Linked DNA regions of Mus musculus: region 1 is linked to region 2. Evidence: chromatin contacts called from public Hi-C data. All regions are on one chromosome and are shown on one strand. Each heading gives the region's core, a stretch centred on a gene start, on an enhancer-like site or on the middle of the called end of the contact. The rest is flanking DNA. Distances are from core to core; before and after follow the strand shown.

Evidence for each region. Hi-C and Micro-C count contacts between places; a contact is called where the count stands out from the background.
Region 1: a contact with region 2 is called in a Hi-C map of embryonic stem cells, with 4 times the contacts expected there. The contact joins two enhancer-like sites. A contact is called at or near these places in 7 of 484 Hi-C or Micro-C datasets (all in embryonic stem cells), 7 of 115 datasets of contacts at active chromatin or transcription factors (astrocytes and embryonic stem cells) and 2 of 9 other capture datasets (adipose tissue and embryonic stem cells).

The regions. Positions count from the first base shown.
Region 1 is chr5:53,669,398-53,675,702 of GRCm38.p6, forward strand. No RefSeq gene overlaps it. Among named protein-coding and RNA genes, the nearest start is that of Cckar, 35 kb to the right of the region's middle. Within about 2 kb of position 2,309, at least 28 of the 459 cell types and tissues checked have an H3K27ac peak or open chromatin away from gene starts, as enhancers often do. A contact at or near this core is called in embryonic stem cells, where this site is marked.
Region 2 is chr5:53,463,109-53,469,120 of GRCm38.p6, forward strand. No RefSeq gene overlaps it. Among named protein-coding and RNA genes, the nearest start is that of Gm40304, 81 kb to the right of the region's middle. Within about 2 kb of position 4,668, at least 21 of the 459 cell types and tissues checked have an H3K27ac peak or open chromatin away from gene starts, as enhancers often do. A contact at or near this core is called in embryonic stem cells, where this site is marked.

The DNA.
Region 1 (6,305 bases), core at 1,059-3,558, 200 kb after region 2:
CCAGAAGCTCTGGTTGGTTCATATTGTTGTTCCTCCTACCGGGCTGCAAACTTCTTCAGTTCCGTCAGACCTTTCTCTAGCTCCTGCCTTGGGGACCCTGTGCTCAGTCCAATGGATGACTGTGAGCATCCACCTCACATCCAACTCTTTATTTCACAATGCTCCAACAATTCAAAGTTGCTGTGTGTGTCTGACACAGGTCATAGCACTGGAGATCAACAGGGAATAACTTACACTTGGTTAAAATCTAAAATAGTTTGGTTTTTTTAAATTTTTGTTTTTTTTTTGAGACAGGGTTTCTCTGTGTAGCCCTGGCTGTCTTGGAACTCACTCTGTAGACCAGGCTGGCTTCGATCTCAGAAATCTACCTGCCTCTGCCTCCCGAGTGCTGGGATTAAAGGCATGAGTCACCACTGCCCGGCCTGGCTAAAATCCATCATAGTTAACGTCCCAAATATTTAGCTGTACACTTGTATACATTGTATAACCCTCCCCCTGTTTTCTTTGTTTACACCTTTGGTTTTATTTATTTTCTTTTCTGGAAAACTTTAGGATTATTGTTTAAGATTCTTTTTCGTTTGTTGTCACACAGTAATATACATCATATGCGCTTCTGTGCACCCCGCTCCCAACACACATGACCAGGTTGACCAGGTAGTTACTGGGGTGTGACAATACCTCCCAGTGATGAAACCTCATTGCTCTTCTTTCGGGGATTCCCACCCGTCGGACCCCTCCCCCACCCTCCATCCCAGGTCCGCTCTTTAATTTTCTCCTCTTCATCATAGTCATCCTTTCCCTTTTTGTTCCATGTTCGACGATTTTCCTTTAACCGTTTTTGGACACCACCCCCTTCCGTTTTTCACCTGTCTCTTCTATTTATATGGGCTTGATTTATTGAAGCCCACCTGGGTTTACTAACTGGCGGGGATGGGGAACTGGGGACCCTGCTTCAGGTGTCCACTGGAACAAACAGGAGCCTTGCGTTTGCTCGCTCAGGGAGGCACTCCGTGGGAGGAAGGTCTAGGATTGTGGCCCTGAGTGGTCAGAAACTGAGTGTTTGCTCAGCTCCAGACAGGCCAGTGGGAGGTGTCAGGGAGAAGAGTGGAGCAGTGCCTGGATAAGGGTTGGCTCAGGTACAGCCCTTCATCTAACCTTTGTTGATAGCCTCACTTCTCCGTGCCTCTTTAAACCTTTAGTTTCACAAGTGACTGGGAAAAGTATAGTTTAAATAAGTCAAAGATTTGAGGGTGACAGAAAACTTTGAGTGGACCCAGTCCTGAGGTAAAGAATTTGGCCCTGCATGCATTTCTTCTAGGCTCCGCCCAGCAGTTACCTACCATCAGCCAGGTGTGAGCCTGGCTTGCAAAAGGACTGTTCGCCTTCCCTGTCTTCTCTTTTCTTCTTCCCCCTCCGCCTTCCTCTTCTTCCTCTCCTCTCTCTCCTCTTCCTCCTCCACTCCGTCTCTCTGCCCTCCCTCCATGTTCCTGCCTGGCTCCCACCCACCCTTTCTCTCTCTCTTTCTGTGCTCTGTCCCCTCGCTTTCTCTGCCTCCACTCAATTCTCACCCCCCTTCTCGTGCCCCAAATAAACTTCATTTTATACTAGACCAGGCGTATGGCTGGTACTGGGGGCGGGATCCTCAGCATGCCCCCCCCCCCCCCCCCCGATAAGATGCCACCTCATTACAAAACACCAGAAGGATCGAGAAATGAACAGGTCTCTCTCTCTCTCTCTCTCTCTCTCTCTCTCTCTCTCTCTCTCTCTCTCTTATATTTAAAACCTTACATTCCATTAATTTTTTTCCACCTTAACAAAATAACGAAATCATTTTTTTTTTTCGTTACCCATCCCTCCCCCTCCCCCCGAGTCAGGGTTCTCTGTGTAGCCCTGGCTATCCTGGAACTAACTGTAGAACAGGCTGGCCTCGAACTCAGAAATCTGCCTGCCTCTGCCTCCCAAGTGCTGGGATTAAAGGCGATCGCCACCACTGCCCGTCAAAATCTTTTTCCTCAGTGATCTTGGTTGGGAAGTAAGGTTCCGCGATTGACTGAAGAATGATGCCCCAGTCTTAAATAGTATGTAAATGCAAAGAGTGTTTTTAATCTGCAGAAGTCCAGCATGCTGGGGTCTCCCATTACCAAGATAAAGAGGCATCCTCACCCCCCAAGTGAGCTTGCAGGCCCAGTTTATAGCACATTAGGGGAATTCTGTGGAAGGCAGGCTTTGTCTACTTTATCTCTAGGCATTCCGAAACCATTACCAGGGCGTGGTGACTGCAAGCTGTTTCTGAGGAATCCCGGGGTTGGTGGGCTTTGTCTTACTTCAACTCTAAGGACATTCCATTCCCCTGGTGTGGAGGCTGGAAACTGCTGGCCCTTTGTCCTTGCTGAAGGTCAGGTGATGGGGCAGTTTCTGATTAGCAGTCTGGAGCCAGGGTTTTTAGGGCTGGAATCAGCCTAGCTTTCTCAGAGGTTTGATCGACAAGAAACAGGGCTCACCTGGAGCAGCAGAGCACTGTCCCGAGGATTAGGCTTGCTGGGGGCTCCAGATGCTGTCCCCCTCAAGCCCCTGAGCAGCACCTGGAACCAGGAGCATGTCCTTCTAATTTGAATAAGGGAAAGAGATGTCTTAGTACCTTCTGGCTGGCCAGCTAGTCCCAGGAAGCCCTCTTGTCTCTGCCTCCCCAGTACTAAGATTGTAGCCATGTGCCCAAGACTACATATTTGCTTGTTCATTCATTCATGTATTCATTTATTCATTTTTCTTTTTGTGTGAGTGGTGGGATTGAGTCAGGTCCTCGTGGTTGTGTGGTTAACACTTTATTAGCTAATCCACCTCCCCCAACCCTAGCGTCTTTTCATCCTATCATCGGAGAGAACCACTGCCTCATGAGGCTGGAGGCTCCCCAAGACCTCTGACAATTCCTAATTTCTGCTTGCAACCCAACCTCACCTTGCCAGGGCAAGTTGCCCTCTAGGTTTACGCTCATTCCAAAGTTCTGCTGTGTTGGGATGGAAACCTGGATCCCAAGGAGAGTCATCAAATCCCCGTACAGGGCTGGACTCGAGCACAGCTTCTGAAGTGACACCAGTTTACAGGGTGATGGAGTCCAGGCGGGGTCTTCTTGCTCTGTGTGGACTCTCATGTGACTCTCTGCTGCCTCCCTGTGGTCAGTAGTGGGGAAGGTCGTCCATGTGCTGTGCTAACCCAGTTTCAGAACTGGAGTGTCACAAACCATCACAGATCCTACTTTTGAGTGTGAAATGGACAGGTTAGGCACAGAGAACAGATGTTTGGACCCACCTGCCTTATAATGATAGTTATACTGGATATATATCTATATATCAATATCTATATGCATATATATATGTATGTATATATATATATATATATATATATATATATGTATATATATATATATGTATATGTCTTACCTGAAGACTCACCTGAGGGTTTCTGGGCTTCACTCCCACAGTATCTGAATCAGGAAGGCTGTGTTGGGCTTAAGAAGTGACATTTTATAGACGTTCCAGGTGGTGGTGATGCTGACCCAAGATCCCCCCCCCCCCCCACACACACACACCTCCACCCTTGTCTTGTGTCTCAGGGGACTGGCCCGTGTCACCATCTCTAAAGTCTCTCAGTTGTGCTTTGGCACTCTCCCTCTCACAAGAAAATACCTACAATGTGTGTAAGGGGCTTGCCATTGAAATGGTTCTTTTCCTTTCAAAGGTTCGCACTAGTCAGTGTGAAAAGTGTACCATTGCATCTTCACACATGCATGTCATTGGACTCTGTTCTCATTTATCTCCTTCCATTGCCTGCACATGTTCCCCCAACCTAGTGCTTTTCCCTCCCAGTTAGCGTCCCGGTCTACTTTAGCACCTCTCTAGGCTCTCTCCTCCTGTCTCATGATACATCCTGCCCTGACTAGTTCTTTGTCAGCTTGACAGAGGCTAGAGTTATGGGGAAGAGAACCTCAATTGAGAAAATTCCTCCATTAGATTGTCCATGGACAAGACTGTGAGGGGTTTTCTTTTTTCTGACTGACTGATTGATTGATTGATTTAGACTTGGTTTCTCTGTGTAGCTCTGGCTGTCCTGGAACTCACTCTTTAGACCAGGCTGGCCTCAAAATCAAGAGTTCTGCCTGCCTTTGCCTCCTGAGTTCTAGGATTAAGGGTGTGCACCACCACCATCCAGCATTCTTGCAGTTCTTTGTATATTTGGATACTTGTCCCCTGCCAGGTTGCTTCCCTTCCTGTGAGCTGTCTCTTCATTCTGATGATGTTGTTCTTTGTGGTGCAGATGCTTAAAGTCAACTGGAATGAGCCTGGCTCTCTTCTTGAAAAAGCATGAGCAAGACCCAATCTGTTGGGAGCTATTAAGACAACACAATTGTCCTGATCTCTGAATTGGGCCTCCCTCCCACCCCCCCCCCCCCCCGAGAAGAAAAGGGGGTCAAAAGCAGGCCACCGACACATTGCTCCGAGAACAACCACAGATTGTTCCAGCCCAAAGTCAGCTCCGGATGTTCTGACCACACCCTGATACCACCAAGTTCCTGCTTCCCCATGTAGTCGCCAAAAGAAAAAATTTCCCGCTGCCCCATCTCTCCTGCTGAGAAGTACTTCCTCTTTTTCTGCTGCCCCATTCCTCCTGCTGAGAAGTACTTCCCCTTTTGCTTGTGCATTTAAGCCTTGAGCCTTGCTAATACAGTGACACCTTGATGCTATTCAGAATAGTTCCATGTAGTTCCTCACACTTGGTGTCTGTCTTTTCTCTCCCCCCATTTGGTTCATAGGAGAAGGTCCCCTCAAGACCCTCGAATAACTGGACCTGCTGGACGGGTCACCAATCCTTCACTAGTGTTGCTTCTTGACTCGAGAAAGTTCAAAAAGTAGGGAATTTAAAGGCTGGGGTCAGGGGAAGTAGGATAGGCGTGCCCTCTCTGTTGTGGAAAGACGCAGCTCTCAGGAAGGCTTGCTGAGTCATGTAATTAATACATGACTCCTAGATTATAGTTTATCTTTCCCTGGATTTCCGACTCCATTGACAGCTAAGGTAAATGTAGCTTGAGAGCTAGAAAACAGACCTCGCTCCTTACCCTGAGGTAATCCACCACTGTGTTTGCTGATTAATAAATTTGTTTACTAGCTAAGACTGCCAGATTTCTTATCAAAGACAGACAGGTTTTCCTTGCTCACGGCTTCACAATAAACGATGCACAAGTTCAGATATAAGCTTCCACAGATGTAATCTGTTACTTCCTTACCTAAACTCAGTGACTAAATGCTTCATATTTCCTCTTCTTGCTATGCCACTGGCCTAACCTAGTTCTTATAAGTTAGCCTAACTCTAATATTCCACTCTATGATCCAACTGTGCGATCACAAGCCCAAACATAAGTTTCCTTTGATTGCCTTTTAACTATAGACTTGAGGTATTTCTCACAATAAACTATATCATCAACTATATTCACAAGGTCAAGGTTTCAAATGTCCTTTGTCTCTCAAATGTAAACTTAAAATTGTTTCTCATTTTGCTAAATTTATATATATATCCAGTTTCTTAGACAGAAGGAAAAAAGCCTTCTTGCTTCTTCTGCTCCATGAAAGGTTTATGTCTTCCCTAAGCTCATCTGAAAGACTGTTCATGCTGTTAACAAATTTATCGCTTTTGTAAATGTATAAGCTCCAGGAAACCCACTCAGATCCACCTCTCATGGACCAAATGGACTCCTCCCAGTTAAGTACACCTTCCTGTTCCAGAGGATGGGATTCCTGTCCTGGGCCCTCGAATCCCCCAACACCCCCAGACCTAAGGGTTTCAAATGTACACCTAAAAAATTTTCTCCCAAACGTACTTAACTTTATTCTCTACCTATAATGTGTGTGTGTGTGTGTGTGTGTGTGTGTGTTTCAGCATCTTGTCAAGTCCAGACGTTTGCTACATCCAGGATAGCTCCAGAGAAGCAACCCACAGATGCTCCAATCTTTTGCATAGACACAGACGCTTCGACAGGACCTGCTCCTTCCTGTCTGTCCACAGACCACAGATAGTTCTATAGGCCCTGGACAGCAAGAAAAAGGTCCCGAGACTCTCCTGAGACTGGACCCACATCCCCATACCCATTTTCCTAGGTTTCCCAGAGACATGTCATCCCAGAGTCATCGGGAAGTAACTAATGATCATGATGACCCTATTCCTGCCCCACCATCACCTCTTTCTAATTTTGACATTTTTAATTAAACCACAGTTACCTGGCAAAAGTCAGGTGTGCCTGACTCACAATAAAAGGG
Region 2 (6,012 bases), core at 3,418-5,917:
TTGGGAACAAGTGTGATGATCAAGCTTGAGCCCATCTGCTGGAGGATGACAGGCCACACAGATTAGACATGAGCCATCCAGCTAAGCTCCTCCAGGATCATCTCTGCCAACCTAGCAGCCAACTGCAGGCATGCAATGAACCCAGGCGAGCCCAGCCCAGGCTAATGACTCATAGCTAGGTAAATGTTTGTCTTACGCTTAAGTTTAGGGTGGCGTAAAGCACGCAAAAGCTGGCAGAGTTAGCATAGTTATTTAAGCTTAAAGGGGATTTACTAAATGGCTGTATCCTTGAAAGACTCAGACACTCTGTGCCTTTGCCCAAATCACACCATGGGAACTGCCTTGCCAGATCTACTTAACTGTGCCTGCCACTGTGGACATTACTGCCGCTGCACCTTTACCTGGGCTCTAGCTCCAGCACAGAGGAGAGTGGCCCCGAGAGAGTAGATGGACTTACTGTTGTGGCCACCTAGCTGCAGAAACAGAGCATACTAAAGTGAACCATTTTACAAAGTATAAGATACAAAGGCCAGGGCACTGAGCCAACAAAGCTGTAGGCCCAGGCTCAGAAGCCCCTCTTTGGTACTCTGCATTCACCCATTCAGAAATGATGAGGAGTTTCAGCCCAGGAACCCTAAGACAAGGGCAACACCAACCCTCATTGTAGCATTTTATTGCTCTAACAACCAATGGCAGTGCACCAGTGTAAGCCAGCTCTCTCTGCTAACTCAGTCTGGTTACAAAATGCAAATATGGATATGGTCTGTCTCCTCTGAGACTTATGTTGCAATTAGACTGCATTAAGAAGGGACGGGGGACGGGGGGGGGGGGTGAGGGCTCTTTACAAGGGTCGTGGGTCATGAGGAATGACCGAAACCTTTCGAGAGCAGATCAACCAGTGTGACCACTTTGGTAGGAAGCGAGACTGGGCCTCGGGGCTTGCCTTTTCTTTATCCCTTTTGCCTTTCCTTTCTCCTCCAGTATCCACCAGGAATGACGCTCACAATTCTTCATTAGCAGCTGCACAGACACAGACTCGAGCGTCTTGTCCTTGGTGTTCCCAGCCTCCAGAAACATGGGTCGCTCCAGCTCAGATGTTCTGCTACAAATGGGCTGAGAGGAGAGATTTGAACATCATGTTCAACTTAAGATTAATTATTGTGACAGCTTCCTGGCATCTGGCAGTAATGTCTTGTCTAACAAAATCTATAAGCTACCACAACTTTTTTTTTTTAAACAACAACAAAGAATGGAAGAATGAAAAAAGAAAAAAACAAATGATTTGCTCCACCTTAGTACACTGGATGGACTGGGGCTTGGTCACCTTCTCGGCCTAGAGACGAAGACTAAATAGGAGAAGAAGACTAAATAGCGCTAGTGAGGAAGGCTTGAGGAAGAGTTAGCAAAGCAAAGCCATCAGTCTTTTCTGTGACAACCACTGACCTGCTCCAAAGTAGTGACGCACGATCCATTCACTCTCTAATGGTCACATGAAGTTAGGAAGCAGCGCTCAAAGGTATGGTCATTAGTGAACCCTGGAAAGGGCAATGACCCCAGAGGCCCCAGGGAACAGCCAACTGAGCATGTCTAGAGTAGGTTTTACAGGGCATGGTATTTGCCATGTTACCGCTGGCAAAGCCCCAGGAAAACCAAGGCAAACTGGTCACCTATACCAAGGCCAGTGAACACGTGGTCTGTATTATGTTTCTTAGCAGGAGCTACAGAGAACCCAAGAAGTCTGACTGAGGTTGTACTCCTAATTTAGTCATCTCCCTTCTTGAACTAGTCATGTGTTTGAAATCCCTAAGTGTTCCAGCCCTGTGACATGGTCATTGTTGGCTGGGAGAAGAAGATGAAACCATAGTTCACAGTGGTGCTGATGAGAGAGAGCTTGTCATTACCCAGGCCAGGTCTAGGTGCTTTACAAGGATTCGTTTACTTAATCCTTCCCACAGCCTTAGGAAAGAGGCATCACCATCATTCCTATCGTACAGCGCAAACTGAGCCACACAGAGATTCAGTGACTTGATAAATGTCACCTTGCTTCTTCACGTCACAGCTCTATGCCACTGTGCATAGTTAAGCTCCACATTGTGTGGTTCAATGGTTACTGCAGAATGCCTGGCCTATGGGAGGAGACTGCACCACAATTTCAACTCCAAAGCCAGCAGACCGCCCCTTTCCATCACCCACTCCAGATGAAGTATCTGTTGTGCCTGCTAGTGAGCTAGAAGCCTGCAAGACTCAGAAAGGAACAACTATGTTGTACCCAGATGCACCTCTGTTTAAAGAAGCTGAGTTTGGGGATAGGATACCATGGGGAATAGCATGCTATAGGTTTAGTGCAACTTCTGAATGTCATGTCACATCACTGTACCTCAGCTACCAGAGCCACAGGCCTGAAAATCATCCCAAATGATGGGTAAGTTTCCAGCTAGGATTTGGAGGACCCAATATTCACTCACCAGTTTTATGTCAATAGAAATAACTGGTTAGAACGTGCAACGCGACCTCTAAACACAAAAGCAAAGCAGGCTGGCCTGAATGACCTGTAGTACGTCTTAGTCTCTTTCTCCCCCAGTAATTTATTTCTAGACTATTAAAACAAAACAAGCTGGGCACTGGTGGCGCACGCCTTTAATCCCAGCACTTGGGAGGCAGAGGCAGGCGCATTTCTGAGTTCAAGGCCAGCCTGGTTTACAGAGTGAGTTCCAAGACAGCCAGGCCTATACAAAGATACCCTGCCTTGAAAAACAAGAACAAAAAATACAAAACAAAAACAGGCCTCAGGTTTCAGGATGTACCGAGGGAGGGAAAAGAAGAAAGGGTGACTGAGTCCTGTTTGTTCTTATAGAGACTCCACCATCAAGAAACTTCCTAACGCCTCCAACCCACACTGGGAAAACGGCTTGTGTCTGCACTTTACCCTTACTGGGAATGTTCAGTTTTTCCCCCTCTCGGACGGACGCTTTCACTTCCTTTGCTATAAGCCCAGTGTCCCCTACACACGGGTGGACAACACTGCCTCTTTCCAGGGCATCTCAAGACCTGTTTCCAGAGGGGCCTAGGCTGAGAGCTTCTCTTCAAGATGACTGGATTATTTTACCCACAACTGCTGAGGTGAGTGACTACCGGGTCATCCGTGTCATACTGGTCATGGGGGACCTTGCATATGCCTCAGTTCAAGACTTGTATGTGTGGGGTACTGGGCCTGGAGCCCAGGGCCCCACACATGCTAGGTAAGCATTCTGCTGTGAGCGCCTGCCTGCTCTTGGCTCAATAAATAAATAAATAAATAAATAAATAAATAAATAAATTCTCTTTGGACGCTCCTATCTCAGGATGTGTGGAATAACCATTTCCTTCCTTCGCCATGTAACTCTCTGCCTAGAGTGTTCTATCGTCTCTCCTTCTCTCTGATGAGATCATACTTGACACAGCTGAAGACGAAGCATGGTCTGCAATCGCTATCTGTTCTAGGAGCAAGCTCCTCCTCTGGGCTGCTGAAGCCTCGGCTTCCTTCAGCTCTCCTCACGTTCTGCTTAGCACCGTGCTTCCCTCTATTCAGCCACACTGACAAGTTTCCTGAAACCAAAGGCATCTATGGTCCCTTGGGATAGTTAAAGTTGTAAATGTTTCTTTTGAAATAAGTTTCGTCTCTCGAAATAGATGCTGGGAGATGATGCTGGGGAAGATGGCTATTTGCCTAAAACAGGCCACTTTTTTTATTTTTTTTTTTAAAAAAGCACTGAAGGTTGCTAGGCTAGATCCCAACAGGGACCCAAAAGAGCCAACCTCATATCTGCTCTCCTTCAAATGTAAACTACTTGTGAGAGTATAGTATTCATTTGTTCTTTTGTCCATACGCACATTCCAGCACTTACTATACAATTGCTAAGTACCTACTATATCCTGAGTATTTAGGAAACAAAGCAAGTATTTCCCAAGCCCAAGGGAGTATAGAGGTGTGTGTGTGTGTTAGAGCACTTGAGAATGAGGAGTGGATTAGACAGGCCTAGTGGACAAGAGTGAGCCAGGAGCAATGGATAATGACTGCACACAGAACGACCCTGGCTCTGCAGCCTGCACAGGAGATGGAGCGGGTGACAGGCTTCTCTCCGGATCTTTCTTATCTATTCCAAGGTTGCTACCCTCGCTCCAAATGCCTATGCTTAGCATTAAAGTGGAGACATTTAGGAAAGGTGTGGCGGTGGGGTGTGGGGACTACATTTTAAACAATGGGCCGAAAAGAAAAGTCTAAGAAGCAAAACAATGCCTCACAGGCAGGAAAGTTCAAGGGTGCTTAGCGGGGTAGTGGTGTTATACATCTTTCATGCCAGCACTTGGGAGGCAGAGGCAGGTGGATCTTTATGAGTTTGAAGCTATCCTGGTTTACAGAAAGAAACCAACCCTGTCTTGAAAATGAACAGAAAAGTGCTCAAAAAGTTTGAGCAAGGTGGAATTTAGTGAATGTGATTCCGAAGTTGAATTTTTGTTAGTGACATTTTTCAATAAACAGTAATGCATGGGACCCTGAAGATTCAAGTATTTGGGTTCTTTGTTTTGCGTGATGATGTGTGTTTAAGCAAGTGGCATTCTGAGGAAGAGGCTTGAGCCAGGTCTGGGTGGTGCACACCTTTAATCCTCACACTCTGGAAGCAAAGGCCGGCAGGTTTCTGAATTCAAGAACTATCTGGTCCGCATATCTAGAGCCAGCCAGTGCTGCATAACAAAAGCCTGTGTCTTAGCAGAAACAGAAACAGAAAAACAGATGCGGGATTAAATTTTGCTTTCAGCGCCTGCCTGCCCGCCCGCCCGCCCGCCTGTAGGGTCCAGACAAATCCTTAATGGTTCTTTTCTTTGAGCCTCAGTTATTCCCACACTAAACAGAACAGGACACTCTCCACTGGAGCCCAGTTGCTCCGAAGATATGAGACAGTTGTGCAAACCTCAGTAGTAAGGTAAATACGTAAATACAAAGGTCCTGCTCATGGGTCCTGCCTCTTCCTCTTGGCGACGGCATGATATATTTTTAAAGGTTTTTAGGCTCAAAATCCTGAATTGCCTCATAGGTAGCAATGAACATACTGCTTGCCCCTTCCTAAATTTATTTTGATGTTCACTTACAATGGTTTTTAAATGAAAACGCCATATACAAACCAATCGCGAAGCCTTTGAGAATTAACTGCGTAGGATAAAGAGCACTCTTTGCTCTAGACAGTGAGTATACACAGGAGGCTGTAACTAGACCGGGGTGGGATGCTTAGTAACTAAGACTGAAAGGCAGCAAGGGTCTGGAACCCAGATCTCAAGGCTCCTCCTACCCTCTGCATTCATGATCCCATGCGCAAAACTTTCAAACATGGATGGAACCAAACATCTTGCCAGGTGGCGGCTTGTGATATATACAAACAGCCCCTGCCTTACACAGGGAAATGACAGAGAACCCATACGTGCAAACAGCTGCCACCATCCGCCGACCCCCACTACCCTGCAGCTGTTGTGAGCTGTGTGGAGAGAAAAAAAAAAAAAAAAGGAAAGGAAAGAAAGGGAGGGTGGGGGGAATCTTGGACCACTTGCAGATTCATAAAGTCAAGGCAGAGAAAGAGAGGAAGCTGTGGACACGGGAATTAAAGAAGGGAACGGACTCCCGGGATCCATCTTCAGCCGCGGGTGACTGGGCAGCATCCTTACTTAGCTCTGAAAGTCGCATCCTAGGGCAGACCACTCTCCCTCTCCCATCCACACAACCAGACACTCACATCAGGTCGCATACTGGCTTCACAGCAGTTTGAGAAGAAGGAAGGAAGGAATCGATCATAATTTCAAATCTCTTGAAATGTTACTCTCCTTTATGATATTTAGAAATGTATACTTTGTGGTTTGTACTGAATTAAAAAAAAAAAAAAAGAATCCATAAAGGAAAAGTCCTTCACACTCTGACTGATACAGGGTGTATTACCAGAGTCACAAAAGTATTATACATATTTTTTCTTTATAATGATTCCTATT